Regions from separate parts of the Sus scrofa genome. Here region 2 is linked to region 1. Evidence: chromatin contacts called from public HiChIP or PLAC-seq data. All regions are on one chromosome and are shown on one strand. The core of a region is the stretch at or near the end of the contact, and the rest is flanking DNA. Distances in the headings are between cores, read along the strand shown. Region 1 has its middle 200 kb from the start of IRF2BP2. Region 2 overlaps LOC106505999 (a long non-coding RNA gene).

Region 1 (3,706 bases), core at 705-3,204:
CTGTGCTCTGCAGTAGGATTTTGTGGTCTATCCGTTCTCTATATAATAGTTTGCATCTGCTCATCCCAACCTCCTGCTCCACCCCTCCCGCAATGGGGTCTGATATTTTTTTTTTTTTTTTTTTTTTTTTTTTTTTTGTCTTTTTGCTATTTCTTTGGGCCGCTCCCGCGGCATATGGAGGTTTCCAGGCTAGGGGTCGAATCAGAGCTGTAGCCACTGGCCTAGGCCAGAGCCACAGCAACTCGGGATCCGAGCCGCATCTGCAACCTACACCACAGCTCACGGCAACACCGGATCCTTAACCCACTGAGCAAGGGCAGGGACTGAACCCACAACCTCATGGTTCCTAGTCGGATTCGTTAACCACTGCGCCACGACGGGAACTCCGGGTCTGCTTCTTATTCCACCAGAATATAAGATCTACACAGGCTGGTCTGATCACTGTTGTATCCTTAGCCCAGAAGACAGCCTGGAACCAAGCATGAATATCTCCTCCAAGTAGGAGGAAACATCCCGTTGTCAGGATATTTGCTACATCAAGCAATACACAGAAAACAGTGTTATTAGAAACCAGAATATGAGACCATTAATAAATTCACTCATGCTACTTAATCAAGAAATATTCCCACCTATCTCTCTCTGACTGACTTCCTTTGGTCTGAGAATCTCTAGTTGCATCCATGTTGCTGCAAATGCCAGTATTTCCTTCTTTTTCATGGCTAAGTAGCACCTATATGTGGGATATAAAATATGGCACAAACGAACCCATATAGAAAACAGAAACAGACTCACGGACATAGAGAATAGACTTGTGGTTGCCAAGGGGGGGGGAGGGAGAGGGATGGACTGAGAGTTTGGGGTTAGCAGATGCAAACTATTACATTTAGAATTGGTAAGCAATGAGGACCTACTGTACAGCACAGGAAACCATGTCCAATCTCTTGGGCTGGATCATGATGGAAGGTAATATGAGAAAATGAGTGTATATATATGTATTACTGGATGACTTTGCTGTACAGCCGAAAATGGCACAACATTGTAAACCAACTATACTTTAATAAAAAAATACATAAAAAATAAAGACACCGGAGTTCCCTTCATGGATCAGTGGTACGAACCCGACTAGTAACTATAAGGACAGGGGTTCAATCCCTGGCTTTGCTCAGTGGGTTAAGGATATGGCGTTGCCATAAGCTGTGGTGTAGGTTGCAGACATGGCTTGGATCTGGCATTGCTGTGGCTGTGGCTGTGACAGGCAGCTCTAGCTCCAATTTGACCCCTAGCCTGGGAACTTCCAAATGCCTCAGGTGTGGCCCTAGAAAGACAAATAAATAAAGAATAAAAAAAAAAAAGATACATAACTTTAAAAAGGAAATATTCCTGCCTATTCTAACTCTTTCAAAAACTAAAATAGAAGGAAAAAAAAACTCATTCTCTTTAAAAAATTTAATGAGTTACTTTATCCTAAAATGATATTACTAATTACCTTTCTTCTTAACACATTTCATTTCATTTCTTAACACAATCTTACGGATGTGTCAATGAAACATAGAATCAAAAAAGGTACTTAATTGCTTGAGTTTTCAGGATGTTTATCTCTATTGGTTCTCTGGTGTAGTTAAATGCTAATATTGCCACGGAAAATTGATGCAACTTTGGTGAAGCAATTGCTGTAACAGCGCCTCTGTGTAACATTTCCTTGTATAGGATTTTGAAAAAAAAAAAAAAAAAAAAAAAAAAAAAAGCTTAGGTCTTGGAAAATATTAGAAAAGTGCCTCTCTGCTGCTTACCATATAAGCACACAGCTTTCATTCCCCAGTGGACTCTGATTGGTTTTGACTGGGCACTTCCTCATTTGTCCCTGAGGTTCGGGGCCTCACTTCTGTTTTCTGACCACTGGACAGCCCTGTTGTCTTCGTGGAAGTCAGGCAGTGGGAGGTGACAGGGTCCTCGCTCACTCCTGTGGCCCTCACCCTGATGCGAAGTCCGTCTCCAGCACCCTCCTCACAGATGGGGCCTTGGAAGCTGTGTGGTCCGGCAGAGCAGGGGTTAATGAACTGCTCAAAGATGGATCTTCCTTTCCACACGTTTCTCTCCCAGTGTCACTGGGGACCACTCAAACCCTCTCTCCTTGCTCCTTTCCCCTTCTTTGGAGGGTTATCAGTGCACACCCCACTGCGCTCAGCCGCAGGGCTGCGCAAGAAGGCAGCCCCTCCCACCAGGCCCACCCCTCGGTGGGGGCTCGTGTTGGGTTCCACTGAGCACCTCTGAGCTGGGTGCTGGAGGGGGACTGAGGTGAAGCTAGGATCGGGACCCTCCCCAGCACAGAGATTCCTGGTGATGCTGCTGGGGAACTGCTGGCCATGACAGTCTGTCTGCAAGGCCACTTTTACCCTCAGAGCATCTTCTGAGGAGGTGTTACATGGCCCAGGGAGCTAACTGCTCTGACAACTCTAGTTTCTCCATTGGCTTCCTCCACGGCCTGCTCTGGGCTGGAGGCTGGATCAGGCCCTAGTGGATATACAGTTTGGTTTGGAGGGCATGTCTGTGTGGAATCAGGGCACAGATTTGTAGGCTTATGGCCCCAGTATCCTAGCCCTACCTTTCATCCTTTGTAACCCAAAGGTGTCCAATGCTATCTTTTAGTGATTGCATTACTTAGGGAACAAATAAACCCTATGATTTCAGAGCCTTAAGATGGATAGTTCTGGAGTTCCTGTCATGGAACAGCGGAAACGAATCCGACTAGGAACCATGAAGTTGTGGGTTTGATCCCTGGCCTCAGTGGGTTAAGGATTGGGCATTATCATGAACTGTGGTGTAGGTTGCAGATGTGGCTCAGATCCCCAGTTGCTGTGGCTGGTAGCTGGAGCTCCCATTGGACCCCTAGGATGGGAACCTCCATGCACCTTGAGTGTGGCCCTAAAAAGCACAAAAAAAGGACTGATGGTTCTGGCCAGTTCAGGGCTGATTAGGGAAGCTCAGCTCCTTCCAGCTTATGGCTTTGTTACCCCCTGGAGCCTTGGGGACCCCTGCACGGAAGGAGAAGGTGACAGGCTATATCTTACTACATCAGCCTGAAATCGCTTCCATTCAAGGTTTTTTGCCCTGGAGACCTGGGGTATGGAACCCCCTATAGTGGGAAAGGGAGCGTGTGGCTGGACAGTGTCTCTAGCGTGATAATGGGCTAAGCTGCTACAGCCTCAGTTTCCTTATCTGTTAAACAGAGACAGAACCTACCTTCAAGAGTTCTTGTGGGGATCAGAGCTGGCATGTGAGCAATTCAACCCTTGACACAACCCCTGCAGCCATCAGGAGAGGGAGGGGCTCTTTTTCCTCAGAGGCGGGGGTGAGGGCTGTCCAGTCTCGACCCTGCCCAGCTACTGGGAATGCTGGGTCCGTGCCAGTGCTGCTGCCCAGGCTTTCATAATGCTTATTATGCAATACGCCTTCTGTATGATCATTATTATGTAAATACAACTATATGTCGTAATGATTATTATGTAATAGTATTATGTATCGTGATTATTATGTAAATGCAAATGAACCTCTCACTCCAACATATGTCTCATGAACTAATATTCCTGGGGCCCTGACACAGGTTTTCAAATATTTTCCCATTGTCTTCTAGTATTCAAAAAGCTCTGGTTATCAAAGCAGTTAGGTGACTGCAAACATTGCCAACCCAGAGACAGCTAGGAAGTGG
Region 2 (3,495 bases), core at 488-2,987, 52 kb after region 1:
CCACTTCAATACAGCTTTAAAAAATGAAAAAAAAAAAAAAGGACGAAGGGTGGGTGTGAATTTTGAGGAGCCTCATTAGTTTCATGGTCCTGGAAAGTTGCCTTTGCCTACCTGGACAGGTGCTTCAGAGCTTAGCTTGGCACTCAGGTGAAACCACTCGTTCCAGGTGTGGGTGTAGCCTCAAGAGAAGAGGTGGCCTCTGAGGAGTCGCAGGCCAGGTCATCTGAAGGTGCCTGGTCAGCCATGCCATAGGGCCGAGCGAGACAGGGGGGAGAGAGAGAGCCAGTGCTGGCCAGAGTGAAGATCTCCATCAGTTTCTGAATTACCAGCATATCCTCAAGCACCCACTGGTCCACCGGGAGCCTGAGAAGGTGGCAGTCTCTGAGGTGGCATCCAGGCCAGCAGTAAGTTCCCAGACCAGGCAGCTTTCTGCTGAGGTTGTCTTGAACCGCAGCTGTGGGTTTCCTGTAGCATCGTATCAGCACTGTGAGGCACACTGATGCAGCCAGGTTGCTTCTGAGCCAACTGGTGGGCTGGCACAGTGGACCCACTGCTGGCAGGGGCCTCACCGGGGCTGGGGGCTCTGGCTTCTGGGACAAGAGCTGGATCAGGCAGGGTTTTTCGCCTCTCCTTCTGCCCAGGCTGAGAGACAGGGTACCATCTGCCATCACAGGAGCTGGTAGCAGGGAGCCACCTGATGGCCAGGTGAGCGGTGGCTCCAGGTGTGGACACTCCCTGGCACTTCCTGGATGTGGGAGGCCCCCAATGAGTGCACATCTCACTGCTAAGGCAGATGTCCCTGGAGGCCATCTCCTCTGCCCACTGTCACCCCAGGAGCCCTGCTCCTGAGACAAGCACCCCTTCCCCCTTCCAGCCAGTGGGGTGCTCTTCTGATTCCCAAACCCTTTCACTGCCAGAGCTCCAGGTACAGAGGGTGCTCAAACACTTGGTGAATCAATGAATCAACTGTGCGTGTCACACCCACACACTCCTGTGGAATGGGCACGATCTTCCTCGTTTTTCTGAGGACAGAGTGCTCCTGGTCTCAGCTTGCAAGTTGCAGAGCTGGGGACCAAACTAAGACTTCTGCCTTCTAATCAGAGTGCCTCCCTCCACCCCCCAAATCTACCAGGTATCATCTCAGAGCATTGTTGGCTCCACGAGGGCCCAGATGCATCCCTGTCCATCTGCCCCTGACATGCCTGCTGCCTCAAGTCAAGATACACAGCAGATTCCTTGGTGAACCAGCCCCAGCAGAGGCAGGAATCCCACAGAAGGCTCCTGTTGTGCCCTGCGGGGATAAAGCCTGGCCCACTTCATCAGGGGGACAGAGGGTCACCTGCTGAAGGGGCGACATGCTTCGGCACTGGCCTCAGGCTGGCGGAGGCCCAGAGAGAGGGCCTGGGAAATGGCCCTGGGAGTTTTCCAGAATTACTCCACAGGTTCGAGGCCGGCTCTGAGGAAGGAAGCGCCTGACTCTTCAGAGCGGGGTTCAGCTTCTAGGGCACCCCCACCCCTCGGCACCCCCTCGCTCTTTTGCTCCTTGCCAGCCCTCCCCCTAGTTCTCCCAGAGCCACCCCCACCCACAACACACCGCATCCTTTGCGGAAACAGCCCCACCCTAGCCTTCCAGGCCTTCCGAGGCTCTGTCTGCATCAGGGTCCCCTACGCCCTTGAACATGGGGTTGTAAAATGTGCTTCTTCCTGACGTGGTTTCCTCTTCTGTTTGCAGTTGGAAACTGTGACCACAAAAGTGACCGCCACAGTACACTGGAAGAGGCCCTTGCACAACGGGGCTAGGGACAGTGCTCGGGGGTGGCTGTATCTTTGCAGCACTTGTGAGCTTCATTCTGGTGGCGTAAGAAGATCTCAGAGCATCCACTCAGACCTGGAGAGAGGATTCCTGGGAGATAAGCAGCTTCGAAACCTGGCACATCTCATTCATCCGCATTTCCCTTTCCCTCAGCTGAAGGGCAGCTTCTGACATCTTTAGATTCCTCCTTCTTGGCTTTGCAAGATGTCCTGTATTTATCCAAATTGGTGTCCAGATCACACACATCGTCCCCGAAGTCAGAAGTGTTCCCACTATGGACCACCTTAAGTGTTCCCAACCCAGCGGCATCACTCATGAGCTGTGTCACCTTGGGTGTGTTCTCTAACCAGCCTCAGTTTCCTCATTATAAAGCAGAGGTCAGATAGCACTTACCGAAGTTCCCACTGTGGCTCAGTGGAAACGAATCGACTAGTATCCATGAGGATAGGGGTTCGATCCCTGGCCTCACTCAGTGGGTTAAGGATCCAGCATTGCTGTGAGCTGTGGTGTAGGTCGCAGACATACTCAAATCCTGGGTTGCTGCGGCTGTGGTGTAAGCAGGCAGGTGCACTTCCAATTTGAACCCTAGCCTGGGAACTTCTGCATGCTGTACGTGTGGCCCAAAAAACAAAAAAAGAAGAAAAGATAGCACTTACCTTGGAGTGTTGTTATGAAGATAAGACAAGTTAACACACATCAAGCTCTTAAAACAAATCTGGGTACCATGCTTGCTCTCGCCACTGTCCAGGTGGCTCCTCTTTCTCTTGGTCTCCACTCTGCACAAAACGGTTTGATATTTGAAGTCATCAGATTCTCAATGGCCAGGCAGGCTGATTGGCCTACAGGGTGTGTGTACCGTGCTCTCTTCCTTTTCTGGAACTGAGGGGCATCACCCAAGTTTATGTACCCCCCATACCTGGGGGTGAATGTAGCATCTTAACCCACGCCCCTGCCCCTCCACCCTGGGGAGAGCACTTAGTAAACAGAAACAGATTCCTGAGACCCTTACAGCCACATATGGTTTGCAACTGCTTGAAGAATTGGGTGATGCTCCGTGTTATTGACCACAGCCTAAATCGTGCCTCCCTGCAGCCATCTTACTGCTGCCTGAATGGAAAGTCAGCATGCCTAGCGCTCCACCTGGGAAGTGCCTCGGTTCCTCTCCAGAGACCCGGAGCCCCCTGGTTTCCCTACCCTTTAGGAACCATGTGCAGCCACCGCTGCCGAGCCCGCCCCCCGGAGCCCACGGCTCAGCTGACTGTGGCCACCCCTACAGGGTGGGGACATCCCTTTGGAAAACAACCAGAACTGCCTGGGTGTTGGGCTGGTGCTGGGGAAGCCCGGGTGACTGGCATGATGTCAGGCAGCCAGGCAACTGGAAGATGTCAAAAGTGACTCTGTGAACACAGCCTGCTGGTGCCCAGCTGCAAAATGTGGAGCCAGGTTTAAAAAAAAAAAAAAAGTGGGGCCAGGTTATGTGCCCTCAGCGTTTCAAAGAAGCAAAGCAGTTGGAAAGGAGTGGCCCTGGCACAAACCTCCCGGCACCTGTGCATCAATGGCGGCCTCTCCGTGGCTACCAGTGCTGACCTTCTCACCAGGATGCGGGCACCTCCCCTCTGGGCACTCTGGTCCCAGCGATAAACATGAACCCTTGCATCCTGCTCACTGCTTGTCCAGTGGTG

Evidence for each region. HiChIP or PLAC-seq counts read pairs in DNA pulled down with a chosen protein or histone mark.
Region 2: a contact with region 1 is called in an H3K27ac HiChIP or PLAC-seq map of alveolar macrophages. The contact joins two enhancer-like sites. A contact is called at or near these places in 5 of 47 Hi-C or Micro-C datasets (alveolar macrophages, blood, embryonic fibroblasts and 1 more) and 2 of 2 datasets of contacts at active chromatin or transcription factors (alveolar macrophages and skeletal muscle).

Annotation. Positions count from the first base shown.
Region 1 is chr14:56,342,962-56,346,667 of Sscrofa11.1, forward strand. No RefSeq gene overlaps it. Among named protein-coding and RNA genes, the nearest start is that of IRF2BP2, 200 kb to the right of the region's middle. Within about 2 kb of position 1,955, at least 12 of the 83 cell types and tissues checked have an H3K27ac peak or open chromatin away from gene starts, as enhancers often do. A contact at or near this core is called in alveolar macrophages, where this site is marked.
Region 2 is chr14:56,395,549-56,399,043 of Sscrofa11.1, forward strand. LOC106505999 (a long non-coding RNA gene) reads right to left here. Exons shown (of 3, transcript XR_002338582.1): 3 at 2,360-2,589. Among named protein-coding and RNA genes, the nearest start is that of IRF2BP2, 150 kb to the right of the region's middle. Within about 2 kb of position 1,738, at least 10 of the 83 cell types and tissues checked have an H3K27ac peak or open chromatin away from gene starts, as enhancers often do. A contact at or near this core is called in alveolar macrophages, where this site is marked.